Regions from separate parts of the Mus musculus genome. Here all the other regions are linked to region 1. Evidence: chromatin contacts called from public Hi-C data. All regions are on one chromosome and are shown on one strand. Each heading gives the region's core, a stretch centred on a gene start, on an enhancer-like site or on the middle of the called end of the contact. The rest is flanking DNA. Distances are from core to core; before and after follow the strand shown. Region 1 overlaps Zfat (zinc finger and AT hook domain containing). Region 2 overlaps 1700012I11Rik (RIKEN cDNA 1700012I11 gene). Region 3 has its middle 320 kb from the start of 1700012I11Rik. Region 4 has its middle 350 kb from the start of 1700012I11Rik.

Region 1 (2,978 bases), core at 287-2,786:
ACCACCCCTTTTCTGTGGTCTTTCTGTAGGACAAGGCAGCTAACTCCTCATAGTTTTCTCTTGGCCAATGTTGGGTGCTGAGGATACAATATAGATTGTGCCCAGTCCAGAGGACTATGCTGTTGGTCCTGCTCTCTGTTGTATGATCGTGAGGGATGACTGAGGGCATGGAGTCTTTCGGTGTACTCTTATTAAAGAGATAATAAAATGAGATCCAGCCCAAGAAACTGATAAGAGACTAGGGGAGAGGCTGTGTGGTGGTCCAACCACCTGCTGCCCTTTTGGCTCAGTTTTGGGTTGGAGTAATTAATTACCTGAAGCTCATGTCCACCAGAAGCACAGGAACCTGGGTGTGGCCTTATCCTCTGCTTGGCCATCCATGGCTGTGTTAAGTGTAGTACCTTGCAGACAGCTTTCCATCTTTCCTGAGCCCCACACTCCCTGAGACTTGGGTGCTAAGATCCTTCAGATGCTGTGGGGAGTGATGGCTAGGGTAAATAAACACTGATGCTTATCTGCACACCAAGTATTGCTGTTCTCCCCAGATGCTATAAGTCTGCTTAGAGAACTTAGAGGTGGACTGTAACACAAAACCAATTTGGGGTCATAAAGGCCTGGGGAGTGACGCAGGCTGCATCTTCCTTGAGGGTCTGTGAGCAAGAGCAATATCTGAGACTTTCTTGAAAGTTGGGAAGGAGAGGATTTAAGCTTGTGGGGATGGATTTTATATAGACAGTGGAGAGGAAGCTGAAGAAGGGTGAGAAGGAAGGAGAGGTGAGGAATATGGAACGAGTGGAGTGATTGGAAGATCCCAGATGACATGACATATCAAAATATCCATCCATGCTGCAGAGCGGACCATGAGATGAAGGTGAAGAAAGAGACAGGGTCTCCACAGGAAGCTGCTCTCCAGCAGCAATAGATCTGCCAAGGATAGGTCACTAGCATCATTCTGGAACATCTGAGGTGAGCAGAAGTACTGAACATAGGACCTGATGTTGTGAATAATTTATGCAGTCCCATGGATTAAGGTTTTCTATTAGACTCTCTGTGCTGCTAATAATTTAGCTGACAGACATGTTAGATGCAGCATTGGGAGACATAGAATATCCATCTCAGGGGGTAATGACACTGTGAAAGCCATATTATTTCTGCGACAGAGAACAATTTTAAGCCTGTGCTAATAGATTAAACTGCTGGAGTGATCATTTTGAACAAAGAGAATGGTTAGAGCTGTACAAGCTAACCTTTGTCTGCCTCGGATGGCTAAAGAGCAATAATTCTACCCTATCAATCTGGGGCATGTGATATCGTTAGTCACTGCCACGCTCGCCAGCTGAGGAAGAACGAGCTCTAGGTTCCACTCATGCACACCGGGTCCAGCGTTTGCTCTTTGTGAGCTGCTTGACCTTAGTTGAGTCACTGGACCCTAGGGGCTTCACGATGCCATTTGTGAAGAGGGAACAGGTAGTATGTATGAGGAACTGGAGTGAGGCTTGAGGGAGTGTTCAGTAACCACAGCAGGAAACAGCTGTTGACTTCTGTGGGAGCAGGGTAGGCAGTGCATGCCTACAGAAATGGCAGAAAAGCAGAATGAGCAGGTCACACTTAGAATGCTTGAGGAGCGCACATATCCCAAAGGCTCATAAGCCCCTCTGTAAAGCAGCTCCTTGCCTCTGGCTCATCCTCACTGTGGAGCTCCTAAGTATGTGGAGAAGGTGGACTTGGGGAGCACCAAGTTAGCTTGACCTGCTTAACCTAACACGTGCTTATGCTAGGACTTCAGTGAAATGCACAGCTAGCATCGTCTGTCACCTTTCCTGATGATCCATTGTGATGTTCCATGCATAAGAATCAATAGACAGACGAATGTAGTACAGGTTTTGGTGACAAGACCAACCTGGGGCTAGATATTAAAGACAAAAAACAAATGGGAAAAGGGTTCTCTTAAATGGACTTCAGCACCTAGAAAAGGTAGCAGACAAAATAGAAATGTTCAGCAGGATGGTAAGAGAGCGAGCGTAGATGGGCGGAGGCCTGGACTTCTCAGAAATGTCTGCCTTGCTTTATGAAATAAAGGCTTGGTCTGTGTGTGAGCTGCTAAGGCACTTAGATCTGAAGAGCTCATTGCAAACATCGCTTTAAACCTCATCTGCCCTTCCCTGCAGCCTTCACCCTGCCATACTGAGTACAGCCGGGTATATCACATGAGCTCATTGTGGCTCTCTCCTTCTGCTCACCACATGGTACCACCACACTTACCTGGCATGCACTGTAGTTTGTGGACATGTTTCCTGAGGACCTCAATGTTTATCACCCACCCTCCTTCCTTCCTCCTCATAGTTTGCTATCAGGTGAGGGAGGAGGTTTGCAGCATCCTATTCTCCCGTTAGGTACTGTCTTTCAACGAAAGAAATTAATATTTACCTCCACAGCCTTGGTTTTGGTGCATTTTTGCAGATAAATGAAATGGAAATAAATAGTAAAAGGAAATAAATGTCTTGGGTTGTCTTGGTTTATACATACAGAAATGGCTAGATAAGTTAGCAGTTTTCTCTCAGAATAGCTTTACAGCTACTGAATTCTCTCTGTCATAATCTTCTTTTAGCATCTAACATCAAGATGCCCAGATTGCACCCACAGCTGTCTCCCCCTCTAATCTCTCCCCCCACAGTCTCTATGAGCTGAACCTTCCCTACTTAGTCTTTCTAAGGTAGGTATGCTGGTCCTTCTTTTACTTTGGGCAAGCCAAAGATTGTAGAGCATCTTGCCCAGGCTTCCTGGAAGTGCTGGAACTGACATTCATACCTGCTCAGTGCATCCCAGAGAATGTCACCCTTGTCACTCAGGCCCTGAAAGGATAGCTACTCCAAATCTCCTAGGGACCAGTGGACTGTCCACCAGCCCCTTATCTGTTTTTCAGCCCATCCCTTTGTTTTACAATCTATGTTCTTAGTTCTTCCTAAATTTGTCTCCTA
Region 2 (2,978 bases), core at 300-2,799, 850 kb after region 1:
TTACTACACTATTACTGAGTCAAGGCTAATTGTCACTAAAGGGGATGTAGTCACTTTACGGAGGACTCTACTGAAGCACACCAGGCTCAGTAGCTTTCCCTGTGGTCACTCCCTTAGTGAGGGTTGGAACTGAAGTCCAGTAAAATGACCACCTGGCCACAGCACCAGGCTGCAGCCTTTTACCCCTCATGCACTCACTCAGGGGATGCAGGGCTTGGTGAGGACAAAAAGGGAGGAGGGGGGAAGATGGGGAGGGGAGGGGAGGGGAAGCAGGGAGAGGAGGAAGTTCTCTGCTCACTCTCTAGAAGCTTCCTTTAGATGATGCCTCTTCCTTTATCCTAAAGGCCAACCATGGTTTCTCTTCTTAGGATTGTAAGGTATCTCTTTTATGAGGCAGCTATGATGTCAGCACAACAATATTCATTTATTATCATTCCCAAACAAAAGCCTAAGGACAGAGAATGGGCCACCTTCTTAATACATATGTGTGGTCATAGAAAAGAGAGGTTTGAGGCCCAGGGCAGTGTGATAATCCCAGGAGCAGCTGAAGCAAGGTGTCCACCATTGCCTCTGCTCATCTGAGTCCACCTTGTTTGTCATCCCCATAGTTAAAAGCCTGTTCTACCACTGAGGAATTCCACTCCATACCTCAGCAGATATTTTCTAACTCCTCCTTTCAGGGGAGTTTTATTTCAGCAGTAAATCTTCCCAAATGACTCTTGTTCCAGAAGTATTATCAAAGATGAAATGAAAACCTTGATCACCAGGGTGAGAAATCAAATGCATTATATTCGGTTATAGAAATGAAGAACTCAGAATCTCTCCTACCAAGGAAATGGCCTCTTGGACGTTGGACCCAGGCTTCTGCACCTCCCAGCATCTTGACTGAGGGCAGCAGATCGTCCAGCTTCTCAGTGATCCCTGGCCGCCCTTGGGTCACACCTCTCTTTGATAGATATCCACCTTGAAGAGTCAGCCTTCTGGATAGAGTTTCCTTTCCGATGTGTCAGATGGTGATGCTGCTGCTTAGGGTGGCTGTGACTGAGGCCCACAAGGCAAACAAGTCCACTGAGAGCCTGGGGTCTGCAGGGCACCTATGACTGCTTGCTCTGTTAAAATCACAATGGGTCCGGAGAATGGATATATGCTGCAGACCTAGAGTGGGAAAACACTAGTATCGTGTGATGATTTAGATGCTGCCCAGCTAAGAATTTCATCTCTTCACTCAGTGGTTAGAGAAGAGAAATAAGACAAGCAGAACATGCAAACAAGTGGTCTAAGCTTAGACCACGGAGACTTGTCTTAGTGCTCTAAACATGACCACATACTTTCTCCTGTGGCTGTTTGATACATTATATTTGGAGACTTGTCTATATTTGGAAAAATGTCAAAGGGAGAGCATTGGGGAAACCCACAAACATAAATCTACAATCATGATTCATGATAGCCAAGTGCCTTCAAGTGCCAGGCTTGGTATACACATTAGTGCTATATATCCTAAGGCCTCTTGTGCTTCCTCTGTGGTTTAAATGTGAAATGCCCCACATAGGTTCATCATGTGCTTGAACACTCAGCTCCCAGGAGGAAACACTGCTTGGGGAGATTGTGGAACCGTTAGGAAGTGGAGCCTCATGGGAGCGAGTGGGTTCACTGAAGCTGGGCTTTGAGGTTTCACAACCCAGCCCCATTTCCTGTTCACTTCCTGCATTGTGGATGTAGAAGCAATATGACCAGTCAGCTGCCCACTCCTGCAGCTCTGCTCTTTTCCCTACCTGCTACTATGTCTCCCTCCACTATAAATGGTAAGAATAAATTTTTCCATCTCTCTAAACTGCTTCTGTCAGTATCTTTTGTCACAATGAGAAAACTGTCTAAGTTATTGTTCTGCTGTTGTAAGAGAAATACCATGACCAAGGCAACTTATAGAATGAAGAATTTAGTTGGTGGCTTTCTTACAGTTTCAGAGGGTTGGTCGATGATCACCTTGGCAGGCAGGAAGCATAGAGGCAGACAGGCATGGTTCTGCAGCAGTAACCAAGAGCTCACATCTAATCTATAAATTGCAGATAGAGAGTGAGAAAAATGGGCTTTTGAAACTTTGAACCACAGCCCCAGCCACATAGCTCCTCCAATAAGGCCATATCTTCTATTCCTTCCCCAGAAGGAGTTCCAATAACTAGGGACCAAGAATTCAAGCACACAAGCCTGTGGGGCTATTCTCCTTCAAACCACTACAGTAACTAGTGCCATCTCCAAGTACCATTCTCAAACCATGGCTGCAGGTGTGAGTAGAGGAGGCATATAAGTTATATGTCTAACAACTAGAAAGGGATTAGAACCTATGCCCGCAGGGTTTATTTGGAGGGAGGATCATTAGTCCCTTTTCTAATATGAGAGAGATGAAGAGATTTGCCCATGGTCTCATGTGATCTATTCAGTGATAAGATACCCTCTATTAGATCTTGGCTACTTCTATACCCAGTCACATCAGTGTCTTTTCACCAGCATTCACAGCCTGTGTATAAGGTCTTAACACCTAAGGTATGTATACCTCCCCAAACCAAGAGTGACTGAGAGAAATCTGCCACTAGAAGTTAGCAAGATACTGACATCTACCCTGAAAGCTCTGTTTCCACATGGCAGTGAATATCCTCGGTGTTACTGAAAATGGACCCAGGAACAGGTACATGACATAGCTAAAGGGTATGAAGAAAATCTGGGGATCTGAGAAGATTATGCAGAAGGAGGGAGGAGGGAAGGAGCAAGGAAGGGAGGGATGGAAAGAGGGAGAGATGGAGAGAGGGAGGGAGGAAAAGAGAGAGGAAGGGAGGGAGAGAGAGAGGAAGGGAGGGAGAGAGAGAGGAAGGGAGGGAGAGAGAGAGGAAGGGAGGGAGAGAGAGAGGAAGGGAGGAAGGGAGGGAGGGAGGGAGGGAGGGAGGGAGGGAGGAAAGGAAGGAAAAAGGGAGGAAGGTCACAAA
Region 3 (2,978 bases), core at 160-2,659, 540 kb after region 1:
ACAGCTCTTGAAAGCAGCCTGAGAGATTCAGCTCAGTTCCCAGTTCAATAGGCCTGGCCTCATGGTAAAAATCTGAATATCTAACAAGCTATCAAGGGATGCTGAAACCACGTGCTCACAGACAACAGTCCTAGTAAGCTAAAAATCCACCATTAGAAGGCTAGGACACACAGTAGAGGAAAAAGCTGGCTTGAGAACCCAATCAAGAACTGAGTCACACTTTGCCATGCAATCCAGAAATATTTCAAGTAGTATCCCCAGCATTCAGCACTGGACATCATGTGCCTCCACAGAATGCATTTCTCTGTAGCAAGCATCTGGCCCAGTCTGCCTCTCCCTCTGCCCTGAGTATGCATCTCACCCAGTCTACATCTCCCTCCCATCCTACAATATGCCTCTTCACACAGCATGTATCTGTCCTCAGCATGCATCTCTTTACTGCAGGCGTCTCTTCCCAGTAAGCATCTTTCCAAGCATGCGTATCCCCTACCAGGCCACTCTCCTAAAACATTCATCTTCCCCATCTACTCCACTCTATATGTCTCCTCCCAGCATGCATTTCCCACAGTGGATATGTTCTCAACAGCATGCATCTCCCACAGAGACTCCATCAAGAATTGCTTGGGTGTGGTGTCAACTATATGGCTCAGTGGATAAAACTGCTTGCCATTTGAGCCTAATGACCTGAGTTCCAGCCTCAGAACCTAGGTTAATGCAAAAGGAGAGAACTAACTCTACAAAGTTCCTCTCTAGGCTCCGAAGAAGTGATGTGGCATGAACACACACACACATACACACACATGCATATATGTGCACACACTTACACAAATAAATGAAGCATTTTTAAATGATTGCTTTGTTTACCCCAGTCTTTCTACGCACGTCTAATAGAATCTGATTCATATGGTGTGCTCAAGCCTCCTTCACCTCCCTGTGCTGGATAATAAAAGCTTAATTGGCTAATCACCAGCCTAGATGAGGGAGGCCTGAGAGAAGGTTAAGTGGGATCAAACATACCTTTCTGCCACCATTCAAGAAGAAAATTGACTTGCAACAAAAATGATGTATAGTAGCACCCAGTGTCATCTCTGTCCTTTTATAGCTCAATTCACTGTCATCTTTGTCCTTCCCCACTTGGTTCTACTCACCTACAAGGGCAATCTTCTCCCAATTGATGCCCTATTACAACACCATAAGGTCCACCAAGGATAGCCTGTGAGTTTCTTCCAAAGCTCCTATAGTATGGGTTTCCTATCAGTTCAAGGTAGACATTTGCTGCAAGAGCTCAGTTAATATGTATGAACAACCTGAGGATGGTGCAGTTTGTTCTGTTTTCTGTTTCTAACACAAGGCCATGGTCCTAGGATGTGAGTCAGTATCTGCTGCCACACAGAATCCATTTACAGAAGTCAGCAATGGAAGTAACTGCCAAGATATTAAAAAAGCAGGAACCAGCTGTCGAGACAATTCCAAGGTTAACAACCAGAAGAAGCTACTAACCCAGGCCTGTTTTCCACAATTAAGAGCGAATACCGGCCCTAGGGGGGCAGAATCTTTGAAGATGGCTGTGACAATTAATCATCATTGCAAAGTGGATTATAAACCATTTAGGGGATTTAGGCAGGACTTTGTTGTGTGTCTGTGAGGACATATCCGAATTACCCGGGAGGCACAGACTTTCTTTGAATGTGAGTGCCAACATATCATAGGATCTAGGATGAGGTTGAATTAAATATTGACCAGGAGAAAGCCAGTTGAGGACCAGAACCCTCCTCTTTGCATACTGATCCCCTGTGATGCAAGGAGGATCGGGCATGTGCTTCTGCCACTCTGAACAGAAGCTTGATGGACTGAGATGCTCTAAAACCATGCTCCAAAATAAAAGCTCTCTTTCTAAAGTTGTTCTATAGAGCATCTTGTTGCAGTGACAGAAAAGTAATAAATCCACAGACCCTCCCAAGGATCCAGACAAATTGACACACATGGAGAGATATAGAATGGAGAAAATCTCCATCTCATTGGGTCTGAACTGAGCAGTGGGGACCTAGAACAAGAAAGAGGAGAACGCTGTAAGATACACAACTAAACAACAGACCTGCCTGCAACAACAAAGCTGATTTCTCTCTTTCCAGCACTGGATGCTCTCAAGCATAGCCTGACATGGAGTTGTATGAAGGCATAATTCCAAGGAATTTCTAACTTTAGTTGGGTCCTGTACTGGCTGGTTTTGTGTGTCAACTTGACACTGGCTGAAATTATCACAGAGAAAGGAGCTTCAGTTGGGGGAGTGCCTCCATGAGATCCAGCTGTGGGGAATTTTCTCAATTAGTGATCAAGGGTGAAAGGCCCCTTGTGGGTGGCATCATCTCTGGGCTGGTAGTCTTGGGTTCTATAAGAGCAAGTCTTGGCTGAGCAAGCCAGGGGAAGCAAGCCAGTAAGGAACATCCCTCCATGGCCTCTGCATCAGCTCCTGCTTTCTGACCTGCTTGAGTTTCAGTCCTGAATTCCTTGGTGATGAACAGCAGTATGGAAGTGTAAGGTGAATAAACCCTTTCCTCTCCAACTTGTTTCCTGGTTGTGATGTTTGTGCAGGAATAGAAACCCTGACTAAGACAGATCCCATGAAGGGTTTTGGGGTGTTAACTGCATCCCAGCAGCTTTACTGCATTGAGACTATAAAAATTAGATTTTGTATACCTTGGGAAAGAAAATTACTGGTACAGATTTCCATGGGTCTATATAACTACATGGCATCTCCAGGCAAGATGGCACCAGCCATAAAGGGCAATTTTAAGGTGAAGATTATAAGTTGAGAGTTCAGTAGCAATTTCTAAAGCCTACATTTGCACACTAGTGGCAGCTACATACTCTTCTTATTCACCTGTATGTTCCCAGACTCCTGGTTGATGAAACTTAACTCATGAATTAAAAAAGAATGGGATGCCTTTTTGGCACTGGTCAATGAATGCTCTTTCCTG
Region 4 (2,978 bases), core at 267-2,766, 510 kb after region 1:
CACTGTGTACTGTGACCCTTCCCAGTCTTCCTATAAATTAGGCTGATGGCAAGTGATTCATTCCAACAAATGTGTGCCAAAGCCAATGACTCTTCTGAGTCAGTGAGTGCTTGATTCAGGTTTAATGATCCTGATGGTCCTGACTCCCTCTTAACATAAGCATATGCAAGTGGGCTGTTCCGTACACATTTGGGCTATCTATGAGTGGAACACAAGCCTGTATTATATTTCATCACAGATATTGGTGTTTCTTTGTTGTCATAACATAGCTTGATCTAATTCATAAAATTTTGAATCCTCTCAAGTTAAGAGGTTTCACATTAAATATTTGATTGTTCTTGTTATTTGAACTATTGAATATCAGATGCTGTGTTGGAACAGTCAGATGACTCTGTGTTGTGCCTGATTCCTCTGCAAGGTATGTGTAAGAGTACTTTCTTATTCCCTAGTTCTATCCATCTGACTGGCTGTTCTGTGTATTTGAGTTTGTGGCCTCTGGTCTAGCAAAGGTAATGTAATTCCTTTAAAGTAATAAACAAATGAACCCTTCTTGATTTCTCCTTGAAGCCTTAAAATTTATCACCAACTAGACCAACATTGCCCAACCTGCATGTGCTGAACAATGTCTCTGTAGTCCAGCCTTTATATGGCTGTGCCCACTATGCTCTCTGCCTCTAAGGCCTTTGCTGCCTTATTTTTGGTAGATGCTTCATTTTTTAATAGCTGCCTAATGTTTTACTTCTGCATCCTTCTTGCTTTTCTCCCATCCAGAAAAACAAAACAAAACAAAACAAAAACAAAAACAAAAACAAAAACAAAAACCAGCCTCCATTGTTGTAACTAACCTTTTACTCTGTCTTGTTCATCTAAACATCAGGCCATACCCTATACAGGTACATCTCCAATTTATGCTAATAAGTTTGCTACTGAATTGTGGGACTTGTGTTTCTCACTTCTAACTCATGTGTGCACACGAAAAGGACTTGGTGCTATGTAAATGTTCAAGGTGGAATGGATAACTGCCATCTCATCTCACCATTTGGAAACAGCCTCTATTTATACAGCTACTGATTTTATTCCAATGTTGTATACAGTTAGAAACTTTACATCACTGGTCCAGCTCTAGAACTGAAACTACATTTCTTGATTTATTTCCTTCCTTCCCACTATATTCTTTCCCAGCTTTTGGCAGGACTATTGTTATGCTTTAAGTTATGCTGGCTGCTAGAACTGTAAGAGGCTTAAAGTCACTATTTGTTTTGATGATGCTTATTAACTATATCTTAACTTCCCTTTATATCTCTCTCTCTCTACCCCCATAGCTTTACTCTGCAGGTAACATCTTGTGATGCTACAATGTTCATATTTACATTATAATCTTTATCTCAATATAGTCTGTGATTTATTTACCCAATCTCAATTTATTTGGTAAAATTCAAACAAGCTGAACGTTCCCAGAACATTCTTATGTCTATCTCTTGACTCATAACTCATGACTTCCTTTCAGCTCTTTGTTGCCTAATCTGTCCTATAAAACTAAAGGCAGTCTCTCCTGCATTTGGAAAGAAGGCTTTTAGCCAACTCTGCTTCTCTTTTATTTTAAGCTTCTTTTCTCTACAATTTCTTAAATCATCATGAAAGAAGAGTAGCTGAGAGCTGACTCAGGGACTGTCCCCATACTCTGTGTATAAAAAGAAATATAGACTTGCAAGTTAAATAAATCAAGTGGCAACATAGTTCTTTGTAGACACAGATTAAACATAATGAGCTGAATTAGTAAATCCAAAAATGGACCTATCTTAGAGCCAAGACTATCATTTTTGCAACAATAGGGTGTTTGTAAAGCATCATTCTTTAGGCTGTAAATCAAAAATTGCAAGCTTACTAGAAAACCGCCACTGCACAGGATGGACAGAAAAACAAAATCACCTTGAATTTTAAATAGCATTAGAAAAACATAGAATGGTAAGACTCTTAGGTTCCATTCAGATTACAAATCCTATCATCATTGCCTGGACAAACTAAAGTAACTTAGCCTAATCTCTACACTCCTCTGAAAAGCTGAAAAGTTTGTGTGAAATTGTTTCTATTTTCTCTAGTAGGCAATGATGTCACTCTCTAGCAGTCACTCATACTTTTGTAGATAAAGGGATTCCGGTAGTTTCTTAATGAACATGTGTTGTCTGTTAGGAAGTATAGGTATACAGATAGAAATTGAGTGTATTGCACCAGGCCTTCCTATTAGTTAAAAGGAAGATCCTAGTTCACATGAATATATGTATACAAGATTTGAAATCCACAGTCTGTGGTTAATACCTGGTGAATATGAATATATATATATACATATATATATATACATATATGCATATGTATATATATATGTATATATATGACTGAAATTAATTCAATCAATGTTATGCTTATATGCAATCCTAGACCTAGAAAATATATGTTTGCCACACTTGAATGCAGAATTCTTGAGGGTGGCAATTATGTTTTCAGTATCTTCATGGTCACTTCCTTGTGGTAATTAGGGTGTCATCTCAAAAAACATGTTGACAGCATTCTAAGATTATGTCTATAGAGAACACATTCATCAAAGAAGTAGATGGTCTCTACCAGAAGGGAGTATGTAAGATAGATGTGTATGACAGTTGGCTAAGAGGAAGGATAAGGGATTATGACTGTTGTGTATGGTGACAGAGAAATAAAATGGATAATGAAAACTTCAGCAAACAAGAAGACATGCCCTTTCTGGGTTTGCTCCAGACATGCTTACCAAGTAGAACGTGCCTAAGAAATAGAATTCAGGGGGAGGTAGATGTGGTTTCTGGCACAAGACCTGAACAAGAGCAAGCCAGTCAACGATCCAGCATGAACAGGGAAGAAGCTCACAAGGCTCTACTCTTAGCTGAAGAGCTATTGGCAGTTTATGCATACTGGTAAAGGAGACTTAATTTTCTTCAGCAGTATAGCTA

The links. Hi-C and Micro-C count contacts between places; a contact is called where the count stands out from the background.
Region 2: a contact with region 1 is called in a Hi-C map of bone marrow-derived macrophages, with 13 read pairs. The contact joins two enhancer-like sites. A contact is called at or near these places in 2 of 39 promoter capture datasets (the C10 cell line and embryonic stem cells), 1 of 484 Hi-C or Micro-C datasets (bone marrow-derived macrophages) and 3 of 115 datasets of contacts at active chromatin or transcription factors (VIP interneurons, acute myeloid leukemia and astrocytes).
Region 3: a contact with region 1 is called in a Hi-C map of bone marrow-derived macrophages, with 13 read pairs. The contact joins two enhancer-like sites. A contact is called at or near these places in 2 of 15 datasets of contacts at CTCF or cohesin (the NIH/3T3 cell line and pro-B cells) and 2 of 484 Hi-C or Micro-C datasets (bone marrow-derived macrophages and uterus).
Region 4: a Hi-C map of bone marrow-derived macrophages shows a contact between it and region 1, with 17 read pairs. The contact joins two enhancer-like sites. A contact is called at or near these places in 1 of 15 datasets of contacts at CTCF or cohesin (large pre-B cells) and 1 of 484 Hi-C or Micro-C datasets (bone marrow-derived macrophages).

The regions. Positions count from the first base shown.
Region 1 is chr15:68,085,194-68,088,171 of GRCm38.p6, reverse strand. The region is part of intron 15 of Zfat (zinc finger and AT hook domain containing); the gene reads left to right. Among named protein-coding and RNA genes, the nearest start is that of Zfat, 170 kb to the left of the region's middle. Within about 2 kb of position 1,536, at least 28 of the 459 cell types and tissues checked have an H3K27ac peak or open chromatin away from gene starts, as enhancers often do. A contact at or near this core is called in bone marrow-derived macrophages, where this site is marked.
Region 2 is chr15:67,233,917-67,236,894 of GRCm38.p6, reverse strand. The region is part of intron 1 of 1700012I11Rik (RIKEN cDNA 1700012I11 gene); the gene reads right to left. Among named protein-coding and RNA genes, the nearest start is that of 1700012I11Rik, 8.6 kb to the right of the region's middle. Within about 2 kb of position 1,549, at least 49 of the 459 cell types and tissues checked have an H3K27ac peak or open chromatin away from gene starts, as enhancers often do. A contact at or near this core is called in bone marrow-derived macrophages, where this site is marked.
Region 3 is chr15:67,540,987-67,543,964 of GRCm38.p6, reverse strand. No RefSeq gene overlaps it. Among named protein-coding and RNA genes, the nearest start is that of 1700012I11Rik, 320 kb to the right of the region's middle. Within about 2 kb of position 1,409, at least 6 of the 459 cell types and tissues checked have an H3K27ac peak or open chromatin away from gene starts, as enhancers often do. A contact at or near this core is called in bone marrow-derived macrophages, where this site is marked.
Region 4 is chr15:67,570,434-67,573,411 of GRCm38.p6, reverse strand. No RefSeq gene overlaps it. Among named protein-coding and RNA genes, the nearest start is that of 1700012I11Rik, 350 kb to the right of the region's middle. Within about 2 kb of position 1,516, at least 4 of the 459 cell types and tissues checked have an H3K27ac peak or open chromatin away from gene starts, as enhancers often do. A contact at or near this core is called in bone marrow-derived macrophages, where this site is marked.